2 separate regions of the Mus musculus genome follow, and region 2 is linked to region 1. The links are chromatin contacts, called in public Micro-C maps. All regions are on one chromosome and are shown on one strand. The core of a region is the stretch at or near the end of the contact, and the rest is flanking DNA. Distances in the headings are between cores, read along the strand shown. Region 1 overlaps Tet1 (tet methylcytosine dioxygenase 1). Region 2 holds the start of Tet1 (tet methylcytosine dioxygenase 1).

Region 1 (3,520 bases), core at 523-3,022:
ATGAGCTTCTGCTCCTCTGATCCAGACTCTATAAGTGGGTCAGATGGACAGAAATGCCACTAGTGATATTTTGTCGCTTCAGGTTGGTCTCGCTGTAGCCCACCCCGACTTGGGAATCACTGTATTGGACAGGCTGTCCTCAACTTGGGTCAATCATCTTGACCTTCGATTCCCAAGTGTTAAGATTACAGGTTCTAGCCAGGGTACCTGATAGACCAATGTTTTGTTAAGTTTGAAGTAGGGTCTCAGGTAGCCTAGAAGGACCCTCACCTTCATTATAAATGTGCACTGTCTTTGTTTTTTTTTTTTAAAGACTTATTTATGTATTTTATGTATATGAGTACACTGTAGCTGTACAGATGGTTGTGAGCCTTCATGTGGTTGTTGGGAATTGAATTTTTAGGACCTCTGCTCGCTCAGTCCCTGCTTGCTCTGGCCAACATATTTATTTATTATTATACATAAGTACACTGTAGCTGACTTCAGATGCACAAGAAGGGGATGGCAGATCTCATTATGGGTGGTTGTGAACCACCTTGTGGTTGCTGGGAAGAGCAGTCAGTGCTCTTACCCACTGAGCCATCCCGCCAGCCCTGTCTTTCTTTTTCTTTTTTTTTCTTTTTTTTTTAAATATTTATTTATTTATTATATGTAAGTATACTGTAGCTGTCTTCAGACACTTCAAAAGAGAACATCAGATTTTGTTATGGATGGTTGTGAGCCACCATGTGGTTGCTGGGATTTGAACTCAGGACCTTTAGAAGAGCAGTCGGTGCTCTTAACCGCTGAGCCATCTCACCAGCCCCTCTTTCTTTTTCTTAAGATACTTGGATTATAAGTTGTTTTTCTTGCTGCCTTTATTGCAATATAATTTACAACACACACTCTCTCTCTCGTCACATACACACACACACACAATCCTGTAGCTTTTACTATATTTACAATTGTATCATCATGCTCAATTTAAAAATATTTTTATTACTCCAGCACCTTAGCTCTTGCTGCCTACAAGTCTTCCATCTACCTTAACCCACAGTGGTCACTAACCTGTCTGTTTTGTGGGGTTTTCTCTCAGATATCTCATATAAATGAAATGATACAAATCTTGTCTGTTGCTGTATGTCTATAAATCAAGCACTTGGAAGGATGGGACAGGAGGATGACTGTGATTTCAAATCCAGCTTGCAGTGTGTGGCAATAGTCTTTCTTAAAAAAGAAATCGGGCTGGTCAGATGGCTCAGCAGGTAAGAGCACTGACTGCTCTTCCGAAGGTCCTGAGTTCAAATCCCAGCAACCACAGTGGCTCACAACCATCCATATGAGATCTGACGCCCTCTTCTGGTGTGTCTGAAGATAGTACAGTGTGTACTTACATATAATAATAAATAAATCTTACCCAAAAAAGGAGAAAAAAGAAATTACTGCGAGGGAGGGAGCCGTCTCAGTGGTTGTGAGCGCTTCCTGCTGAATTCTCTGTCCCTATCTATGTCAGCTGCCTCACTCACAACCACTCCAGCTCCTGGGGATCCAATGCCTTCCCCTGAAGTCTTGACGGGATTACAGGTATTCTCCACCACACCTCACAGTTCGACAAGGGTTTTACATTTCATTTTATGCCATTTACCTCTTGGGTTTTGAGATGGTTTCTCAACATAAAGACCCTGCTAGTCTCAATCAAACTTGGAGCTTCCTGCCTCTGCCTTCAGAGTGCTGAGGTTAAGGGCGTGTGCAGACAAGCCCAGCTATTGCCTGAGCTCTTTTTTAAAAAGTGTGTGTGGGTGTTTTGCAAGTGTGTGCCACATGTGCGCTTGGTGCCTTTGGAGGGATAAAGAGGATGGCATTGCCTGGGGCCGGGGTTACAGATGGTTGTGAGCCACCACGTGGATCCTCTTCCAAATCAAGCGCTTTCCAACCACTGAGCCACCTCCCCAGCTCCTGATGTCATATTTTAGAGACAGTTTCCTGATCCAAAGTCATTCTTCTTGTCTTCCTCACTGAAGTGGGACACCAACAGTTTCTGCAGTTTCCTCTTGTCTTTACTACAAGGATTTCTTCCTGAGCAGTGTCCCATTGTTAAATACACTTCCTTGTGTTTATCCAGCCTTCTTTTTGATTGACACCTGAATTGTTTCTTTCCCGACTATGGAGTCTACTATGAGCATTTTTATTCCCAGTCTTACATGAAGAGGGACAGAACATATGCTTTCACTTGTCCTGGATAGATGGGGGTGGAATTGCTGACTCACAATGATGTTACGCCTTTCCACTAGCAGTAATGAGTTTCAGTTGCTAGACAGTCTTCCGAATGGTGGGACCTGGCACATTTTGCCTTTAGTCATTCTAAGCCCAGCTACATCATTTGGATCCCTAACCAATGGTGTGCTCTGGATTCCTTGTTTTTCAGTCAGGGTTTTATGTAAGCCTTCTGGCCTCTGACTGACTATATAATAGGCTTGCCTCAAAATCCTGATTATTCTTCTTCTGGTGCTCGCTCTCTCTCTCTCTCTCTCTCTCTCTCTCTCTCTCTCTCTCACTGGCCGCCCTGGAAATCTCTAGAGACCTGCTTACCCCTTGAGGCAGCCGTCCTTTTGCAATCTCCAAACTACTCTAGCCACAGGTGTCTGCCACCATGCTTGGGTTAGGCTATAGTTTGTTGTTGTTTTTCTCTGTTACAAGAGCCCAGGGTAGCCCTGATTACACTATCCTCCTGCCTCAGCTTCATGAATGCTAGGGTTACAGATGGGAACTGTCATCTGCCTCACAGTGTGATTCTAGAATACTACCTTAAAACTTGATTGTCTGTAGTGTATTTTGCTATTTTAAAATTTTTCTTTTGAGGTCTGTTTATGTACTTCCTGGTGGCTTTGAACTTGAGTCTTTTGTTTGTTTTTGTCTTAGCTTTACAGAAAACCTTAGCTCTATGAATGAATGAATGAATGAATGAATGAGATTATGAATGATGGTTTGAATTTTTCTCCCTTTGATTCCCTTTCAATAAAGGGGATTTTTTTCACCTTTCCTTAATAATTCTTCTGATTAATTTGTTTTTCTTATTAAAATAGACTGTCCCTGTGAATCCTAGGGTAGCCTTGAATTGTTTGCTTCTTTCTTCTACAGACTCTAACGACTACTGGTAGAGTCACCCACCAGGCTTGGCTAAAAACAACAGTTGGGTTATTAGATTTTGTTTTGAGGAAAGTTGCGTCCTCTACATATAGTCCAGGCTGGCCTGAAACTCATTGTGTAGACAGCAGAGGCATTCCTCAAATTCAGTACAAACTCAGTGTCCTGTCTCCTCCTCCCCAGGCCTGGGTTTATAGTTGGGAGCAACAGCACCCTGCTTTATTTAGGATGTACATGTTTTTGTAAACAAACCAAAGAAAGGGGGTAAACTTGATCTTGACTCATGGATCACCTTTCCTTCCTTTCTTTCTTTCTTTCTTTCTTTCTTTCTTTCTTTCTTTCTTTCTTTCTTTCTTTCTTTCTTTCTTCCTTTCTTTCTCTCTCTCTCTCTCTCTCT
Region 2 (3,520 bases), core at 664-3,163, 36 kb before region 1:
CCCGACTTTATCTTTTTTTTCTTTTTTAAAAATTAAATTTATTAGAGGCAGGTGGATTTCTGAGTTCGAGGACAGCTTTGGTCTACAAAGCAAGTTTCAGGACAGCCAGATATACAAAGAAACCCTGTCTCAAAAAAAAAAAAAAAAAAAAAAAAAAAAACCAAAAATTATTTACATTCCAAATGTTGCCTCCCAAAGGCCCAACTTGAAAAGAATTTTTTTTGTTGTTTGTTTTTTGAGAAAAGAAAATTTTAAGTCCGGCATGGTGGCAGAAGCCTTTAATCCCAGCACTCGGGAGGCAGAGACAGGTGGACAGGGGTGTTGGGGCTGGAGAGATGGCTCAGTGGTTAAGAACATTTACTGCTCTTCCAAAGGTCCTGAGTTCAATTCCCAGCAACCACATAGTGTGGCTCACAACTTTTGTAACAGGATCAGATGCCCTCTTCTGGTGTGTCTGAAGACAGCTCTAGTGTACTTGTCATATATATAAAATAAATAAATAAAATCTTAAAAAACTATTACAGGGTCTCACTCTATTAAGGCTGGCTGGGAAAAGAGATGTTTGCCTGGTTTTGCTAGAGTGTTTTGTCTTATTTGTCTAAAAACTTATCTGTCAATATTTCTCGCACTTTATAGGTATGGGAAGGAGAATCAGTTCAAGGTCAAAATCTAATAGAGAAAGGGAATGAAAGAAAAATAAAGAAAAAAAGAGAGAGCCAGGTTTGCTTTTTTCTATTGCAAAGATTAAATTGAGGCCTCAGTCTTCACCTCTGAGCAGAACTCAGCTAGAAGTGCATTTCTGACCTCCAATCAGGTTACTTTATAATCCCAGCACTGGAAAGGCTGTGGCTGGAAGATTCCTGCCTTTGAGGGCAGCCTGGGCTACACAGAGACTTTTAAAAGCTAAACAAACAAACCCGTTATAGCTGGTACCTAGTTAAGAATACATTTAAAGGATTTATTTAGGGTGTAAGCTTGACAGTTTGGGACTATTTCTCCGAACAATCTAGGGACATTTATTTGTTTTATTTTGTTTTGTTTTTTTGAGACAGGATTTCTCTGTATAGCCCTGGCTGTCCTAGAACTCACTTTGTAAACCAGACTGGCCTATAATTCAGAAATCCACTTGCCTCTGCCCCCCAAGTCCTGGGATTAAAGGCATCTGCTAGGCTATCGAGGGACATTTATATACCACAGTTCAGGTATGGAATTGGGGGAGTGGAGTGTAAAGCCACAAGCCAGTTTTCTCCCTTCCACCTGAAGCAGTAGATTTCCTTGTCTAAGGGCAGACTTCTGGAAGAAGAGAAAGCTATCTTACCTTGGGATATGCCTAGTTAAAGTCAAGCCTGAACCTCATGGCAGGAATTTCTCTCTTACTGTATTTCCATTTCCTATAAAGTGATTATGATCACTAATGAGTCCGCAGTCAATGGCTAATCAAAATAAAGATGTAGGGAAAAAATCAAAGCTAATTTGATTTCTCTTTGGTCTTGAAGTTGGTTTGACACCTCTAGGATGTCACCTGGATGACCCGACTCGCTTCTGGAAACATTCGTTTTCGAGATACCTTTACTCCCATCTGATTAGAGATACTCTGACTCCCATCACTGAAAGAGATGGTGACCTGTAGATTTCAACACTCCTTTGACCTAAGAAAAAAGGGGAGGGAGCGCGGGCGGAATTTCAGGAAAGCCTAGGAAGGAGTGGACAGGAGAAGGGTCGAGAGGAGTCCGGCTCCGATTTGGGAAAATCCAGCTCGCATTTTGCCTCTCGCTCAGCGGTACAGGGTCCAGCAAAGGCTGTGCCCCAGCTACACTCCTAGAGGTCTGTACTGGGGAGACACCGCTGCTCTGGGGGGGGGCGAGGGCTGACCTGGCTGGGAGTACCCGCGCACTCCGCTCGTGGAACACTGCACTCTGCAACTGGTTTGTACAATCCCGGGGTCTGTATTCGCCCCTGGACGTCCTCTCCCTCCCTGGTCATGTACCTCTACCTGCCTCTTCTACGGGAACATTCGCGGAGCAGCTCCCCAACCCGGGTGCTCGGGCCCTGACCGTGCCGGATGGTAAGTGTCCATCCTAGGCCCGCCTGAACTCCTTGGCGCGTGCCGGAGCCTCAGGCTCCAAAGTTGCACGGACCAAGACCCGCTGGAAAGTTTGTCCAAGGATTGGTGCAGGCTTCTAGCAGGGGTGACCCGCGCTGCCCTGGGATCCAGAGGCAGTTTAGGGTGAGCTGGGGCGGCAGCAAAGAGCCGGGGAGTTGGGAGAGGGTACTACTCCGTGGCGGGACGGAGCTGGGGGGCGGATCTCGATCGGGCTAGGACTTTGCACGCCGCGATGCTTGGTGATGACTCGTGCGAGTCAACTCCGCGCCACGACCCCCTATCCCGGGCCGCTCCGGGTCTTTCGTGGCGGGTGACTAACAATGCTCGCGGGGGACCTTACAGCGCTCCCCAGAAAGTTTAGTTAGCCCTGGCTAGGATCGGTTCGCATGGGGACCTCCAGACTTGGCATCAACTGGAGATCCTGTAGGGGAAACGCATGTATGGCCTCTGGGAGGTCCCCAGACAGGAGTTCTTAGAAAGTCTGGGAGTCTGCCTGTAGGGAGGCGATAGCTTTTGCCAGCGAGGAGTGGGGAGCGCGAGCTGTCGGGTTCAGAAGTGTCTCACGCGTTTGAGACGTACCCCATCCTTCGCGGATGAACCCTAGAAAGGGGTTGCTGGGAGCCACTTCGGGAGTGCAGGGGACCTGGAGGTCTGGGAAAGGCTGGTCCGGAATTGGGAGGTTCAAGAAGAAGCAAGAAAGTAGGATATGTTGCCAGCGCCGAAACGCAAGTTTTTGGAATGCTACTGACTGGTTCTGGGATCCTGGAGAGGGGATTGAGGGCGTACGTGTGCTCGCAGCGGCAGAGTGAGTGCCTAAGACTTATCGTGCTGCACGTGAGCTCCGGGAGCTCGCGGTCCCTGCCTGGGCTGAAGAGACCACCGCCTACTCCGCGGGGTAGGGAAGCAAATCTTCCTTTTTCCGGAGGGGTGTGCTCGCCTATGATTATTCCAGCGCTGGGTTGGTAAAGGCATAGAGATCTCCGTGAGTTTCAGGGCAGCTAGGGCTGCATGGTGAGACCAGTCTGAAAAAGCAACTTCCCCTTTCTCTTACTCTCTCCTTCACCTCCAGTGTTCGCCCATTAATCCACAGGAATGAGTCAGGAAAGAAGTGTCCGGCTCCAGTTGCCCTTTGGGAACTGAACTGGGTACGTTTCTGACCCACTAAAATTAATGTGACTTTAAGAAAGACTTAATGCTGGAGCAGCGATAAGGATTCCCTGACTCAGCCGGGCGTGGTGGCGCACGCCTTTAATCCTAGCACTCGGGAGGCAGAGTCAGGCGGATTTCTGAGTTCGAAGCCAGCCTGGTGTACAGAGTGAGTTCCAGGACAGCTAGGGCTACACAGAGAAACCCTGTCTCGAAAAAACAAAACAAAACCCAAAAAAAACAAACAAACAAAAAGGATTCCCTGTCTTC

The links. Hi-C and Micro-C count contacts between places; a contact is called where the count stands out from the background.
Region 2: a Micro-C map of palatal mesenchyme shows a contact between it and region 1, with 1.6 times the contacts expected there. The contact joins the promoter of Tet1 here to the enhancer-like site in region 1. A contact is called at or near these places in 7 of 39 promoter capture datasets (3T3-L1-derived adipocytes, cranial neural crest, embryonic stem cells and 2 more), 2 of 15 datasets of contacts at CTCF or cohesin (CD8 T cells and the NIH/3T3 cell line), 67 of 484 Hi-C or Micro-C datasets (B cells, the C2C12 cell line, CD4 T cells and 36 more), 18 of 115 datasets of contacts at active chromatin or transcription factors (the HPC-7 cell line, bone marrow-derived macrophages, cardiomyocytes and 9 more) and 2 of 9 other capture datasets (adipose tissue and pancreatic islet).

The regions. Positions count from the first base shown.
Region 1 is chr10:62,849,998-62,853,517 of GRCm38.p6, reverse strand. All of the region lies in intron 3 of Tet1 (tet methylcytosine dioxygenase 1), which reads left to right. Among named protein-coding and RNA genes, the nearest start is that of Gm51805, 14 kb to the left of the region's middle. Within about 2 kb of position 1,772, at least 76 of the 459 cell types and tissues checked have an H3K27ac peak or open chromatin away from gene starts, as enhancers often do. A contact at or near this core is called in the C2C12 cell line, CD8 T cells, the HL-1 cell line and 9 more, where this site is marked.
Region 2 is chr10:62,885,717-62,889,236 of GRCm38.p6, reverse strand. It overlaps Tet1 (tet methylcytosine dioxygenase 1), which reads left to right and starts at 1,913. Exons shown (of 13, transcript NM_001253857.2): 1 at 1,913-2,065. All of the region lies in intron 2 of Gm51805 (a long non-coding RNA gene), which reads right to left.